Linked DNA regions of Salvelinus alpinus: region 2 is linked to region 1. The links are chromatin contacts, called in public Hi-C maps. All regions are on one chromosome and are shown on one strand. Each heading gives the region's core, a stretch centred on a gene start, on an enhancer-like site or on the middle of the called end of the contact. The rest is flanking DNA. Distances are from core to core; before and after follow the strand shown. Region 1 holds the start of lamtor3 (late endosomal/lysosomal adaptor, MAPK and MTOR activator 3). Region 2 holds the start of LOC139563634 (transmembrane protein 151B-like).

Region 1 (7,710 bases), core at 1,391-3,890:
AATCAAGATGAGCCAATCTTAGTTGTTTTACACAATATTATTTAGGCAACCTTTTTATTTTTTCTGGACTGGATAGGCCTACTCACTGTAGGGAAAAGATGACTGCGAATGCAGATAGTGCCACCATGGGTAGGAGGCAGTAGCCCAGAACGCTGGCTACACAGCCATAGGATACAGTCAGGGAACTCAGCAGGGTCAACAGGGTGTACATCGCCATGCAGCCGATGGCACTGATCCCATAGACATAGCTAAAGTGGGATTTGCCTGCCTACATAAAAGAGTAAATGTTTTCAGTACAGTACATGCACATTTACATAGCTACAAATGCTTTTTATTTGAATAGTGTCTCATGATGACTTGGGCTGTGAAAACGTGCCGCACACACACACACGGACATGAGCTGCTCCGGAGGTTCCTCACCATAAGTAAAGTGGCACCCAGAGCGATACAGAACAGAATAGGGCCCGTCAGGTCGGTCTCATTCATGATGCTGCCATCTGCTGGCATCATAGGGTTCAGCACTGTCAACGTCTTCTGCCATATGTGTTCAAAATTAATGCCAAGCTCTACACAAATACAAAACAGAGGAATAAAAACAGATGTGAATATGAGAAGACTCATATACACTTTCACATTGAAATATGTTACTTATTTAATTTGATTTCTGTTAAAGATTTAATCCGGAGATAAAACAATGTGTTGAATAAACCAGCAGTTAGAGCAGTACTCGTGACTCAGGTCTTACCCTCCAGCAACGGAGGCTCCTCTTCAAATGATCCATCTGTTCCAGCTGTGTATTGATATGTCCCAGCAGGCTTTGAAGGCTGGAAGGCCTGGCCCGTAGAGGGGGTGAACACACCAGGCATGGACACATCTATGCCACTAATAACAAAACAAAAATCTTACTGGCTAAATGTATCTACTTTCCTTTCAAAAAAGTAGGGGAAGATGTGAGGGATGTGCCCCCATTGTACATCTCCCTTTCTATCATGGCATAATGTAATTGACCTTAAGAAAACAAAATTATATATTATGAGTTAGACTTATTGACACATTCAAATCTTCCCAATCCCAGTTCAAAAGTTGAATGAAGAGTTTAGGAATGTAGAGTTTACCCCATATACTTACTCATCCTCATACTCTGGGTTATGGTCATAGCCATTGCCATAGTCGTAGGCCACCTGTCCCTGGTCATCGATGTAATACCCTGACTGGTAGAAGCCCTGTTCAAATTGCTGAAAGTCCCCCATTGCTATAGAGTAGGCAGAGATGATTAGATAAAGATCATGACTGTAACAGTAGAATGAAGTGAGGGGCTAGCCTTTTGAGGAGTGGTGCTCAGTTTGAGTCTCACATATCACAAAACTAGTTGTCAACCAAATCACAATTACATAAACTACAAATGATAATACAAATAGCTATTGCGCTTTATCCTTTGGTCAACAGCATACTCACACTACAGCAGAAATAGCAAGCCAGGTATCCTTAAGATTTCACTCAAACTGATAAGGCAAGATCATATTTTGTAACTGGGATTGCTTATCTCAATAGAATGAGGTCTCATCAGCACATATTTGATTGGATCTGGAGGCCTGTACCAGCCCATTGAAAGTCTGTTTACAGTCACAGCACCAGTGGCCTAGTAGCAACACTAAATAGACATGCATAAGAAACAGCCAACAGAAATATGTATGCCTGTGAAATCAACCAGAGTCTATTCACTTCATTAAAGTACAATCACATCCCACACAGAGCCTTATTGCTAAATTCAGATTTCAAACCTTGAGGTAAATTCTCAGCAAGACCTCTTATTATGTTGTCAAGGGAGAGTTTGGGAAGAAAAGTTGACGCCTATGTGGGGATGTACTATAAATAGTTTACTATATTTAAACTTGGGGAATGACAAACCCTGAGAAGCAGACTAAGTAGCCCACTTTCTATTTAATCTATTTCTTAATTGCGCTCTTTTTTCTTTTTCATTCAGCTAGGTTTGGAGGTTTGGTAATGCACATTACATCCATTTGCAGAAATGCAATGGTTTTGGATACTCGGTGCTACAGAACAGAATTAACAATTTCCACTGTTGACAGGGCTCTTATTTTGAAACATTTTCGAACAGCGTAACCCGGATGTTGCTGGCTCAACATGGGTCAAGTCAAAGATGATCTATTATATTGACAAGATAGTTGAGTGACCGCTCTAACAATGGCAATACATGTCCTCAAATATGGAGGAGTCAATGCTATCCGGAATCCTTGGGACGTCCCTACCCCATTGAAGTTTACATTTAAAATAGTTAAGGTAAGGGTTATGGTTAAGGTTTGGGTAGGGGTTAAGGTTAGGTTTAGAGTAGGGACGTCCCAAGGGTCGCAGATGGCACTGACTTGACCAAGATGGAAGGCAGGCGGCGAGATCAGGTGGGACCATTCTAACCAATTAGAGGGCAGATACCCGTGTCAACCACATGCACAACTAAGTTGTTTTTTATCAAATTTGCCGGAATTCAATTTGCATCCACTTATATTAGTACATTTGTAAGAGCCTAAACATTACGAAACGTATATTCGATCAAATAAGCCTTACGTAATTCGGCACTCTCTCATAGACCATACAAAAAGGGCTTATCGCACGCAGTAACAATCTGGGCTGAGTAAATCCTCTCGCTTCGCCTCTTCCTAGCTGAACAAGTCAGTCATGTGATTTCCTTGTGCTCAAGCTGAGTCAGAAAAACATCGAAGATTTTGTGCCAAGTAAAACAATTCAATAAGGTAACCAACACAGTGCATTCTAAAAGTATTCGATAAAGATTGTCATACCTTGTAGCTAGTGAAAATGACATTTTGTTAATAAGGTACATATTAAAAACAACCAAGTTCAGCTAGCTAACATTACGTAACCTTCCACGTTATCAGCTGGTTATAGCGTACTGTAGCTAGCTAACGTTAGCTGTCAACAAGTCAGGGGAAGCTTGGGAGAGCACAAAAATACCTGCTGATATTCTTTAGCGTTAGACACCCTTGCCATAATTCAGTTCTCTATTTTAGTAATTGAAGGAATAAAAGAAATTTCCACCATGGCTGATGTAAGTATCAATTCTTTGAGCACAATCACTAATTGGCTATATCCATCTAGCCAGATGAAGCTATAGCTAGCTACACTCGTGTAACAAATTGCTTTGGGCTAACACATTGACATTTGTTGCAGGACTTGAAGAGATACTTGTACAAACAGCTACCAAGGTATGTTGGTTGTATGAATATGGTGTGTTCATTGTGATTCTTCTGTTGCTGAAACCTAATGAGTTCGTTTGACTTAACGAATTATGTCATGTGTAGCAGACTAAACTCCACGGTTAAGGATGTTTCTGAACTCCACCTACCGAGTGCAGCAGAGACTAGGCTTTGTGCAATTCAGCTCCAACTACATTGATTTGCCCAAGGTCAATACTTAAATAATGAAATGCTTACCTTGTATTTATGTTTGTCCTCTGTAGTTGCCGGTCTTTCTTTGAAATCCATATTTTTCCAAAAACGTTCATTAAATACAGCCACCGACTTTGCAAATGTACATGTGCCAACAAGGAAACAGTAGGTTGTATTTGATTAATGTTTTTTTAAGTATGGAGGACAAACATAGGTACAAGGTAAGTGTTTCATAATTGACGTTTTTCAAGTATTGACCTTGGGCGACTCAATGTAGTCTGAGCTGAATTCCATAAAGTCTGGTCTATGCTCCACTCCGTTGGAGTTAATTAGAAATGTCCCTCACCATGGACTGGTGTTAAGTCTTATGTCAAGTGCTGCTCTTTTTCTCCTTATCCACCAGTGTTGAGGGTCTTCATGCAATTGTAGTGACAGACAGGGATGGTGTCCCAGTTATCAAAGGTAGGTCTCCCTCACAACTTCTGTTCTAAAAACTAGGTAATTTAGTTGACCTCTTCTTATCCATGTTCCAATGTGTTGTGCTCAGTGTACCTGATATTTTATCCTTCAGTGGCAAACGATAATGCACCAGAATATGCGCTACGGCCAGGCTTCCTCTCCACTTTTGCATTGGCCACCGACCAGGGCAGTAAGCTAGGGCTCTCCAAAAACAAGAGCATCATCTGCTACTATAACACATACCAGGTAAGTTAAATCTAGAACTAACAATTTACATTGTTGCCTGGGGAGACTTGGTGATTAGTTGAGTCAGGTGTTAGTGCTGGGCTAGAATGAGTGTGCATTCCCTGGGGCTCCCCGGGAATAGCTTGAGAAACACTGACCTACAGTGCATTTGGAAAGTATTGACCCCTTGACCTTTAACACATTTTACGTTGCAGCCTTACTCTAATGGATTCAATTGTATTTTCCCTTCAATCTACACAACCTACACTGCTCAAAAAAATAAAGGGAACACTTAAACAACTCAATGTAACTCCAAGTCAATCACACATGCTGTTGTGCAAATGGAATAGACAAAAGGTGGAAATTATAGGCAATTAGCAAGACACCCCCAATAAAGGAGTGGTTCTGCAGGAGGTGACCACAGACCACTTCTCAGTTCCTATGCTTCCTGGCTGATGTTTTGGTCACTTTTGAATGCTGGCGGTGCTTTCACTCTAGTGGTAGCATGAGACGGAGTCTACAACCCACACAAGTGGCTCAGGTAGTGCAGCTCATCCAGGATGGCACATCAATGCGAGCTGTGGCAAGAAGGTTTGCTGTGTCTGTCAGCGTAGTGTCCAGAGCATGGAGGCGCTACCAGGAGACAGGCCAGTACATCAGGAGACGTGGAGGAGGCCGTAGGAGGGCAACAACCCAGCAGCAGGACCGCTACCTCTGCCTTTGTGCAAGGAGGAGCACTGCCAGAGCCCTGCAAAATGACCTCCAGCAGGCCACAAATGTGCATGTGTCGGCTCAAACGGTCAGAAACAGACTCCATGAGGGTGGTATGAGGGCCCGACGTCCACGGGTGGGGGTTGTGCTTACAGCCCAACACCGGGCAGGACGTTTGGCATTTGCCAGAGAACACCAAGATTGGCAAATTCGCCACTGGCGCCCTGTGCTCTTCACAGATGAAAGCAGGTTCACACTGAGCACATGTGACAGAGTCTGGAGACGCTGTGGAGAACGTTCTGCTGCCTGCAACATCCTCCAGCATGACCGGTTTGGCGGTGGGTCAGTCGTGGGGTGGCATTTCTTTGTGGGGCCGCACAGCCCTCCATGTGCTCGCCAGAGGTAGCCTGACTGCCATTAGGTACCGAGATGAGATCCTCAGAGCCCTTGTGAGACCATATGCTGACACATGCATATTTGTGGCCTGCTGGAGGTAATTTTGCAGGGCTCTGGCAGTGCTCCTCCTTGCACAAAGGCGGAGGTAGCGGTCCTGCTGCTGGGTTGTTGCCCTCCTACGGCCTCCTCCACGTCTCCTGATGTACTGGCCTGTCTCCTGGTAGCGCCTCCATGTTCTGGACACTACGCTGACAGACACAGCAAACCTTCTTGCCACAGCTCGCATTGATGTGCCATCCTGGATGAGCTGCACTACCTGAGCCACTTGTGTGGGTTGTAGACTCCGTCTCATGCTACCACTAGAGTGAGAGCACCGCCAGCATTCAAAAGTGACCAAAACATCAGCCAGGAAGCATAGGAACTGAGAAGTGGTCTGTGGTCACCACCTGCAGAATCACTCCTTTATTGGGGGCGTCTTGCTAATTGCCTATAATTTCCACCTTTTGTCTATTCCATTTGCACAACAGCATGTGAAATGTATTGTCAATCAGTGTTGCTTCCTAAGTGGACAGTTTGATTTCACAGAAGTGTGATTGACTTGGAGTTACATTGTGTTTAAGTGTTCCCTTTATTTTTTTGAGCAGTGTATAATGACAAAGCAAAAACAGGTTTAGACATTTTTGTAAATGTATTAAAAACTAAAATCAGATATCACATTTACCTAAGTATTCAGACCCTTTACTCAGTACTTTGTTGAAGCACCTTTGGCAGCGATTACATCCTCACATCTTCTTGGGTATGATGCTACAAGCTTGGCACACCTGTATTTGGTGTTTTTCCCCATTCTTCTCTGCAGATCCTCAAGCTCTGTCAGGTTGGATGGAGAGCATCCCATCAAGGATATCTGTACTTCGCTCCATTCATATTTCCCTCGATCCTGATATGTCTCCCAGTCCCTGCCACTGAAAAACATCCCCACAGCTTGATGCTGCCACCACCATGCTTCACCGTAGGGATGGTGCCAGGTTTCCTCCAGATGTGACTCTGCATTTAGGCCAAAGAGTTCAATCTTGGTTTCATCAGAACAGAGAATCTTGTTTCTCATGGTCTGAGAGTCCTTTAGGTGCCTTTTGGCAAACTCCAAGCGGGCTGTCGTATGCCTTTTACTGAGGGGCCTCTGTCTGGCCACTCTACTATAAAGGCCTGATTGGTAGAGTGCTGCAGAGATGGTTGTCCTTCTGGAAGGTTCTCCCATCTCCACAGAGGAACTCTGGAGCTCTGGCAGTGACCATCAGGTTCTTTGCCACCTCCCTGTCCAAGGCCCTTCTCCCCCAATCACTCAGTTTGGCCGGGTGGCCAGCTCTAGGAAGAGTCTGGATGGCTCCAAACTACTTAATTTAAAAATGATGGGGGCCACTGTTCTTGGGGACCTTCAATGCTTGGTTTTTGCTCTAACATGCGCTGTCAACTGTGGGACCTTCTATAGACAGGTGTGCCTTTCCCAAATCACGTCCAATCAATTGAATTTACCACAGGTGGGCTCCAATCAAGTTGTAGAAACAGCTTAAGGATGATCAATGGAAACAGGATGCACCGGAGCTCAATTTTGAATCTCAAAGGGTCTGAATACTTATGTAAATATATATTTTTTTTTTAAATATTTAAAACATGTTTAAACCGGTTTTCACTTTGTCATTATGGGGTATATTTCATCCATTTTAGAATAAGGCTGTAATGTAACAAAATGTGGAAAGTTGGAATATTTTCCGAATGTTAAGTTGTGCCTTGTTTGATTGGCTCTCCTTTTGCCAGATTGTGCAGTTTAACCGGCTGCCGTTGGTGATCAGTTTCATCGCAAGCAGTACTGCTAACACCGGTAAGATAAAGTTCTCTCCTTATCATCTCTGCATGAATGAGGATGAAAAGTACAGAATTCTGAAGGGTTATCCAAGCTTAACTGATGTTGTATGTAGGTTTGATCATCAATCTGGAGAAGGAGCTCGTACCGCTAATCGAAGAGCTACGGCAGGTAGTGGAGGTTGCTTAGGAGTGTCACCTTGACGACAACAGGACTGTTCTATGACAGAATCACAAGTTTCCTTTTTCATGATCACAATGACATATATTTAATATCACTCATGCACACGCACTCTAACACAAGGATGGCTCTGTTGCAGAAAGACTGATACATGTTTGATAGTGTCTTGATGCTGTATTGTTTGTCATTCATGTTCTAAAACTTTACCCCTTCCTTGCTTGTGTTTTTTGTAAGTAAACTGACTCATGTAGCCATTTTCTTAAAATAAATATTAACAGAACTCACCCTCATACTGTGTTATCTTGAGTAAAATTAAGATCAAGTGAATGTCAACCAGTGAAAGATAGCGGTCAATTTAGAAAAAATAATTCCTGGAGGAACTGAAGTATCACAAAAAAGAAATATCTACAACAGGCCAGGGCAAAGGCCTGCGGACCGCGACTTGATTCAATACGGCCC
Region 2 (7,710 bases), core at 3,008-5,507, 280 kb before region 1:
GATACCATATAGTCATGGGGGACGATAGTATCATTTATCGGAGGGTCTTTCCTGGACACCGCGGTCGGCTTTCTCCGACTCTGCTCATCCAGATGTGAAACAAGCCCGTTATCATCTGCGCTAGAGGGGTACTGCAATGATCCAAGTACCGCTGCCTCCATAATATTCCCAAAGCACAGGGAAAACCATAGCAAAGGAGCAGCAGCCCTAATAGGATCCATTTTCAGTGGTCTATAGCTGTAAATGAGAAAGTTGGACGGGTTTGATTACTTTGGAAACTCCCCTTTGCTCTTTAGATTGTGTTAATATCATGGATTTGGCTGACACTGAGTGGCTACATTGTCTTCTCTGTTGTACTGTGTTCAACCAGCGCCCCTAGCGAGGAGCAGCAATTGTAAGCTACCTTTTAAATCAAGATGCTTGTGTCTCCCCTGTTCTTTCCCCAGACAAAGTGATGAGCTACTCATATTTGGTAACACTTTATATTAATAAGGTAGGTAGGTCTAGGATATATTGAATCTATAAACTGTTAATAAATCGTGTATATTGGGTTTATTAATAGTTTATGAACCTGTAAGATACATTGGTAGATTTTTGTTGTTGTTGCCAAATAGCAGTAGCCTAGTGTTAAAGTACTTAAGTAAAAATACTTTAAAGTACTGCTTAAGTATTTATTTTTTGGTATCTGTACTTTTCTTTACTATTTATGTTTTTGAGTACTTTTACTTCACTACATGCCTGAAGACAATCATGTACTTCTTACTCCATACATTTTCCCTGACACCCAAAAGTCCCCCTTACATTTTTAATGCATAGCAGGACTGGAATCCACGCAGTAATCAAGAGAACATACCTGGTCATCCCTACTGCCTCTGATCTGGCGGACTCATGCAACACAAATGTTTAATTTGTAAATTATGTCTGAGTGTTTGAGTGTGCCTCTGGCTATCCCTAAATTAAATAGATTTGCTTAATATAAGGAATTTGAAACGATTTATACTTTTGATACATAAGTATATTTTAGCAATTACATTTACTTTTGATACTTAAGTATATTTAAAACCAAATACTTTTAGACTTTTACTTAGTATTTTACTGGGTGACTTTCCCTTTTACTTGAGTCGTTTTTTATTAAGGTATCTTTACTTTTACTCAAGTATGATAATTGGGTACTTTTTCCTCCACTGCCAAATAGTGAGCTTATGAATGCACTGTAGCCTATTGATTAATAACCTGTTATTATTTCCAGTGCACGCAGCTAATGAACATGTATTCGTTTATTTATAGATGTATAAATATATAGACTTAACTAATAATTGTTAGGTCTATGGGCCTATACTGAAACTATTTTACATAAGCCTAATTTCAATGTAAATAGTTACCAATTTTCAGTTATTTATAAATGCTGGCATATGTATTGGAGAGGAAAATTACCCATAAATATTCTGATCTATTTTGCGCGAAATTCAGTAGGCCTGTTAATAGAAACAGCCGCAGTTAACATACACAACAATATAACAACTTTGTAGGCCTTGTTACTGCCTTCGTTTTTCCACATACAGTGCATTCTGGAAAGTATTCAGACTCCTTCCCTTTTTCCATATTTTGTTATATTACAGCCTTATTAAAACATTTATTAAATAAATTTTGTTCTTCATTAATCTACACACAATACCCCAGAAACAGGTTTTTAGAAATGTTTGCAAATGTATTAAAAATAAAAACAGAAATACCTTATTTACATAAGTATTCAGACCCTTTGCTATGAGATTCGAAATTGAGCTCAGGTGCATCCTGTTGCCATTGATCATCCTTGAGCTGTTTCTACAACTTGATTGCAGTCCACCTGTGGTAAATTCAATTGATTGGACATGATTTGTAAAGGCATACACCTGTCTATATAAGGTCCCACAGTCAACAGTGCATGTCAGAGCAAAAACCAAGCCATGAGGTCGAAGGAATTGTCCATAGAGCTCCGAGACAGGATTGTGTCGAGGTACAGATCTGGGGAAGAGTACCAAAAAAATTATTCAGCTTTGAAGGTCCCCAAGAACACAGTGACCTCCATCATTCTTAAATGAAAGACATTTGGAACCACCAAGAATCTTCCTAGAGCTGAGGAGTGGCTTCCATCTGGCCACTCTACCATAAAGGCCTGATTGGTAGTGTGAGGCAGAGATGGTTGTCTTTCTGGAAGGTTCTCCCATTGCCACAGAGTGACCATCAGGTTCTTGGTCACCTCCCTGACCAAGGCCCTTCTCCCCCGATTGCTCAGAAACATGCGTGAATTGCACCATTTTCAAAACTGAGCAATCGGGGGAGAAGGGCCTTGGTCAGGGAGGTGACCAAGAACCCGATGGTCACTCTGACAGAGCTCTAGAGTTCCTCTGTGGAGATGGGAGAACCTTTCAGAAGGACAACCATCTCTACAGCACTCCACCATTCAGGCCTTAATGGTAGAGTGGCCAGACGAAAGCCACTCCTCAGTAAAATGCACATGACATGACTTGGAGTTTGGCAAAATACCCCTAAAGGACTCTCAGGCCATGAGAAACAAGATTGAACTCTTTGGCCTGAATGCCAAGCGTCAAGTCTGGAGGAAACCTGGCACCATCCCTACGGTGAAGCATGGTGGTGGCAGCATCATGCTGTGGGGATGTTTTTCAGCGGCAGAGACTGGGAGACCAGTCAGGATTCATCTATAAGTCGTTGCTAGGTATAGCTCCGCCTTTTCTCAGCTCACTGGTCACCATAGCAACACCGACCCGTAGCACGCGCTCCAGCAGGTATATTTCACTGGTCATCCCTAAAGCCAACACCTACTTTGGCCACCTTTCCTTCCAGTTCTCTGCTGCCAATGACTGGAACGAATTGCAAAAATCACTGAAGTTGAGACTTATATCTTCACTGAGACTTATATCTCCCTCACTAACTTTAAGCGTCAGCTGTCAGAGCAGCTTACCAATCGCTGCAGCTGTACACAGCCCATCTGTAAATAGCCCATCCAACCAACTACCTACCTCACCCCATATTTGTTTTTGTTTTTCTGCTCTTTTGCAAACCAGTATTTCTACTTGCACATTCTCATCTGCACATATATCACTCCAGTGTAAATTGCTAAATTGTAATTACTTTGCCACTATTGGCCTATTTATTGCCTTACCTCCTTACTTCATTTGCACACACTGTATACAGATTTTTCTATTGTGTTATTGACTACATTTGTTTGTCCCATGTGTAACTCTGTGTTGTTGTTTTTGTCGCACTGCTTTGCTTTATCTTGGCCAGGTCACAGTTGTAAATGAGAACTTGTTCTCAACTGGCCTACCTGGTTAAATAAAGGTTAAATAATAAAATAATAAAAAGGATTGAGGGAAAGATGAGCGGAGCAAAGTACAGAGAGATCCTTGATGAAAACCTGCTCCGGAGCGCTCAGGACCTCAGACTGGGGCGATGGTTCACCTTCCAACAGGACAACGACCCTAAGCACACAGCCAAGACAACGCAGGAGTGGCTTTGGGACAAGTCTCTGAATGTCCTTGAGTGGCCCAGCCAGAGCCCGGACTTGACGGTGCTTCAACAAAGTACTGAGTAAAGGGTCTGAATACTTATGTAAATGTGATATTTCCTTCTTTTTTTTTTATACATTTGCAAAAAATTCAATAAACCTGTTTTTGCCTTGTCATTATGGGGTATTGTGTGTAGATTGATGAGGGGGGAAAACTATTTAATCAGTTGTAGAATAAGGCTGCAACATATCAATATGTGGAAAAAGTGAAGTGGTCTGAATACTTTCCGAATGCACTGTACATGTGCATACGATGCCATCTGCTGTTTCATTTAGGGTTTGCATTTCAGAACAATAGTTAAACTTGCACTCAAGACATCTCTTTTTAAACATAGCCAACATAACAATTTCACCATGTCTTGCCCATATAAGTAGCTATTTGCTTTTCCCTTTTTGTTTTCTTACAATTTTTTGCTGTGTTTTGTTGTGTTTATGTATGTTATGTATTGAGTATACATTAAATTAGGCTATAGTAGGCCTACATAGTATTATTAGTAGTCTAGTATTAGTAGGCGTAATTAGAATTAGTAGTATTGTTATAGGCTTGTATTAGTAATGCTAATATTATTATTATTATTGGGCTATTATTGTTAGGTTGTTATTCATATTATACAAAGGCATTATAACAGGTGTATGAGCCGACCCTATATGTTCAGGTTGACTACAAAATGCTCAGTGGACAGTATAACTTCAGCATACCGACAAGGTCACGTTCCTCAATCTGAGTGAGGGAGAATTCAAACACTATTCTAAATAGACTGATTCTCTTGCAAGTTGCCGCTGTCATAAATGTTTTCTTGATTGCGACATTTTTATCACAGCTCAGAATGGGTCATTTATTGGTCTGTTACCTGCATGTTTTATCCGATGAAATGTTTGCCAGCAGATCTCTCGGCTGCTGCCTTGAAGGGGTATAAAGGCTATAATTAGCAAATAGATCAAGCTATTTGTGTGCAAATTAACAAAGGACACTGGATAAATACAAGCGACTATCTCAACGTCGGAGCAAGCAATTGAAGCGCAATTCGCAACTCCACGCCCTACTGCTAATCGGTACCACAATGTCCCCTCCAGCCTCCGCTGCGGCAGCGAGTGAGAGCAGTACAACCACCGTTTTCGAGGAAGACACCAGAGAAGAGGTACCACTCTCATATCATATTATGCTGCCATAAAATTGCCAGAAGCCTTGCTATAATAAAACATGTTCATAACCTCAGGCATAAAGCACCCAACCCCTTCCATGTTTTTGGTTGAACGTCACAGATGTTGCATAGCCTACATTATTGGATATTCATGACAATCGATCAGGGGGTATGACAATTATTTTGATCATTTGATGTTGGTTAATAGTATTTGCAAGATAAATAGCTATTTACCAAGTATTTTCCTATTAAGAGTTGGTAGGCTATATGTTGCAATTGCCTATAGGTTTAGACTGATTAATGTAAGAGCTGAGCTACCTTGCTGTGCATCAAATAGGAGCTTCATCGAAGAAGGAAGTCCTCAAAGGAATCAAATGTTGAATGGTTAGAATTTTGTAATGGTGTGTCCGTTTACATTTACCAACACTGTATCCTCTCTTTTTTGCATGCTTTGAATCAACAGCAGAGGCCCTTGAAGCAATCCCTGAGCAAGTCACTGTGTAGAGAGAGCTTCTGGAAATGCCTACTGCTCTCCATGCTCATGTACGGCTGCATGGGAGCCATGGTGTGGTGTCATGTCACCAAGGTGACTCGCCTCACCTTTGACAGTGCCTTCAAAGGCAAGTCCATGATGTACCATGACAGCCCCTGTTCTGACGGATACATCTACATCCCTCTGGCCTTCCTGCTCATGCTCTACCTGGTCTACTTGGTGGAGTGCTGGCACTGCAATGCCAAGAGTGAGCTGCAGCATAAAATGGATGTAGAGGGCATTTATGAACGTATCCAAAGGATGCAGCAAGCGAAACCCTGCATCTGGTGGAAGGCCATTAGCTACCATTATGTTAGACGGACTCGGCAGGTCACACGCTATCGTAATGGGGACGCCTACACCAGCACACAGGTCTACCACGAACGGGTCAACACCCATGTGGCTGAGGCTGATTATGACTATGGTCACTGTGGGATGAAGGACATCTCAAAACAACTGCTTGGTCTGGAGAAGGCCCCACTCACCAAACTGAGGTTCACCAAGTGCTTTAGTTTTGCTAATGTGGAGTCTGAGAACTCCTACCTCACCCAAAGAGCAAGGTTCTTCACTGACAACGAGGGGCTTGATGACTATATGGAGGCACGGGAGGGGATGCACCTGAAGGACATTAACTTAAAGGAGTGTGTGATTGTGTTTTCTGAACCTGACCACCACCCATGGTATGTGTCTCATCATGTGTTCTGGGCAGCATCCTTCCTCACCTTATCGTGGCCCCTGAGGGTTTTCACAGAGTACTGCACTGCCTACGTCCATTACCGTGTGGAGAAACTCTTCGGGGCGGATTACGTCCCTATGACGCCTCTCGATGAACGCCCTTACAGCCACCGGATCCCCCGGGTCAACACCATCGACAGCACAGAGCTGGAGTGGCACATCCGTTCTAACCAGCAGTTAGTGCCTAGCTACTCTGAGGCCGGTCTCATGGAACTGGCCCAGTGCTCCTCTGGTGGCTTTGGCGGTTTCAGACAGAACTGTGAGCGCTGTCACCGGGCAATGAGCAGCTCCTCTGTTTTCTCCAGGAGTGCCCTCAGCATATGTACCGGCAGTAGCCCGCGGGTCGGCCGGGTGCCCTACAGTGGCAGCCGCTTCTCCTTGGGCCGGCGCTACGGATCGCGACGCAGCTGTTTCTGGAGGAGTAGAAGCAGTTTGGATGAGCAATTGAGTCCCAGTGAGAACACCCGCTGCCTTTCTGGGCGCCTAACCACTGACGACGAGGACCCCCCAGATTACCAAGATGCTCTCTGCTTCCCAGTGCTAATTTTTCACTGTAGTGAGAACTGCCACAATCACAGGTCCTTTCATAGGAATGGCTCCTGTGTGGAGACCTCTCTATGACAATGCAATGTATTCACAGATAGCATGACTTTGTGTGTGAACAAAGATGTTTGCCCCGTGTGACACTAACAACTACAGAAAACCTCATGGCATAAGATTGTTAATGGGATTGGATAGATGTAAATCTTAGGTGCATATTCCCTCAATACCTTTTAACTAGTGATCACTAGGGGTTACATTTAGGCAGTGACAACACTAAAATATGGAGATGTTACCAAAAAAGAAATGTACACATTCAATGCAGTCAAGTAATTTTTTTGTAAACTTTAGGCATAAGCCAAGGCCGGTGGGGATGAATGCTGGAGTCTATGTTCTATATGCATTAATAAGTGTATTGAGTATAATTGTATTTGCATTCATTTCATAAATACTTTCATAAAGTCTTCCTCTTAATTATGAAATAACAATACACATTTATTCAACACATTGAGAGAGAAGTTTTTCAAATAAAAGTAATCTGGGAAAAAATCAACAGCAATAACTATGACTTCACCATTCTCTCATAATTGGAACCAACATGTCGAGATAACTGCCAAATGAAAACAAACATCAAAGGCACAGTTTCTATGACTTCCTTTTGTTTGTATCAGTTCTATTTGAACACTATATGATAGTCACATAGGCTATTGAAATGTAACATTGCTTACTTAATCTGCAAGTGGTGCCCCAACACTTTTTTAACAAAGGCACCTGCAAGTTATACAACTAAACTTTTCAGATGGGTTTTGGTTTTCCCATTGGTTTAATAATATGAAGCACATGAGACATATTTTCAAATAAGAGTTGGCTCAAATTCTTTCCAACAACTGACAAATATTTGTTAATAATCACTTAAGGTCACACTAGACATGATGAATTGTAGCTGTAAATGTTGAATTGTATATGAATGTTAATGTATATTTATTCTCAAACTTTGTAGCAAGTATGTGTTTAAATTGACAAATATGTATATTAACATGTCTGGAAAATACATAAAATATGACATGGGGAAAGTAATTCCATAGTATTGTGCAATGCAAATAAGATATTGCAACAAAATAATCACAAATAATAAATACACTGTCACCAGTTTGTGAGGCACATTGTATCCTTTGAATGATTGAAAAAATAAA

The links. A called contact is a pair of places that touch in the nucleus more often than the background predicts.
Region 2: a contact with region 1 is called in a Hi-C map of red muscle, with 15 times the contacts expected there. The contact joins the promoter of LOC139563634 here to the promoter of lamtor3 in region 1. A contact is called at or near these places in 2 of 3 Hi-C or Micro-C datasets (muscle and red muscle).

The regions. Positions count from the first base shown.
Region 1 is chr34:27,085,804-27,093,513 of SLU_Salpinus.1, reverse strand. lamtor3 (late endosomal/lysosomal adaptor, MAPK and MTOR activator 3) reads left to right here and starts at 2,640. Exons shown (of 7, transcript XM_071382530.1): 1 at 2,640-2,768; 2 at 3,045-3,082; 3 at 3,205-3,239; 4 at 3,826-3,884; 5 at 3,994-4,127; 6 at 7,026-7,089; 7 at 7,187-7,541. The coding sequence starts at 3,074. The coding sequence ends at 7,260. LOC139563673 (protein YIPF7-like) reads right to left here. Exons shown (of 6, transcript XM_071382529.1): 2 at 1,129-1,252; 3 at 746-882; 4 at 421-566; 5 at 87-268. The coding sequence starts at 1,250.
Region 2 is chr34:27,367,167-27,374,876 of SLU_Salpinus.1, reverse strand. LOC139563634 (transmembrane protein 151B-like) reads left to right here and starts at 4,257. Exons shown (of 2, transcript XM_071382472.1): 1 at 4,257-4,707; 2 at 5,174-7,710. The coding sequence starts at 4,630. The coding sequence ends at 6,598. LOC139563635 (growth/differentiation factor 6-A-like) reads right to left here and starts at 297. Exons shown (of 2, transcript XM_071382474.1): 1 at 1-297. The coding sequence starts at 221.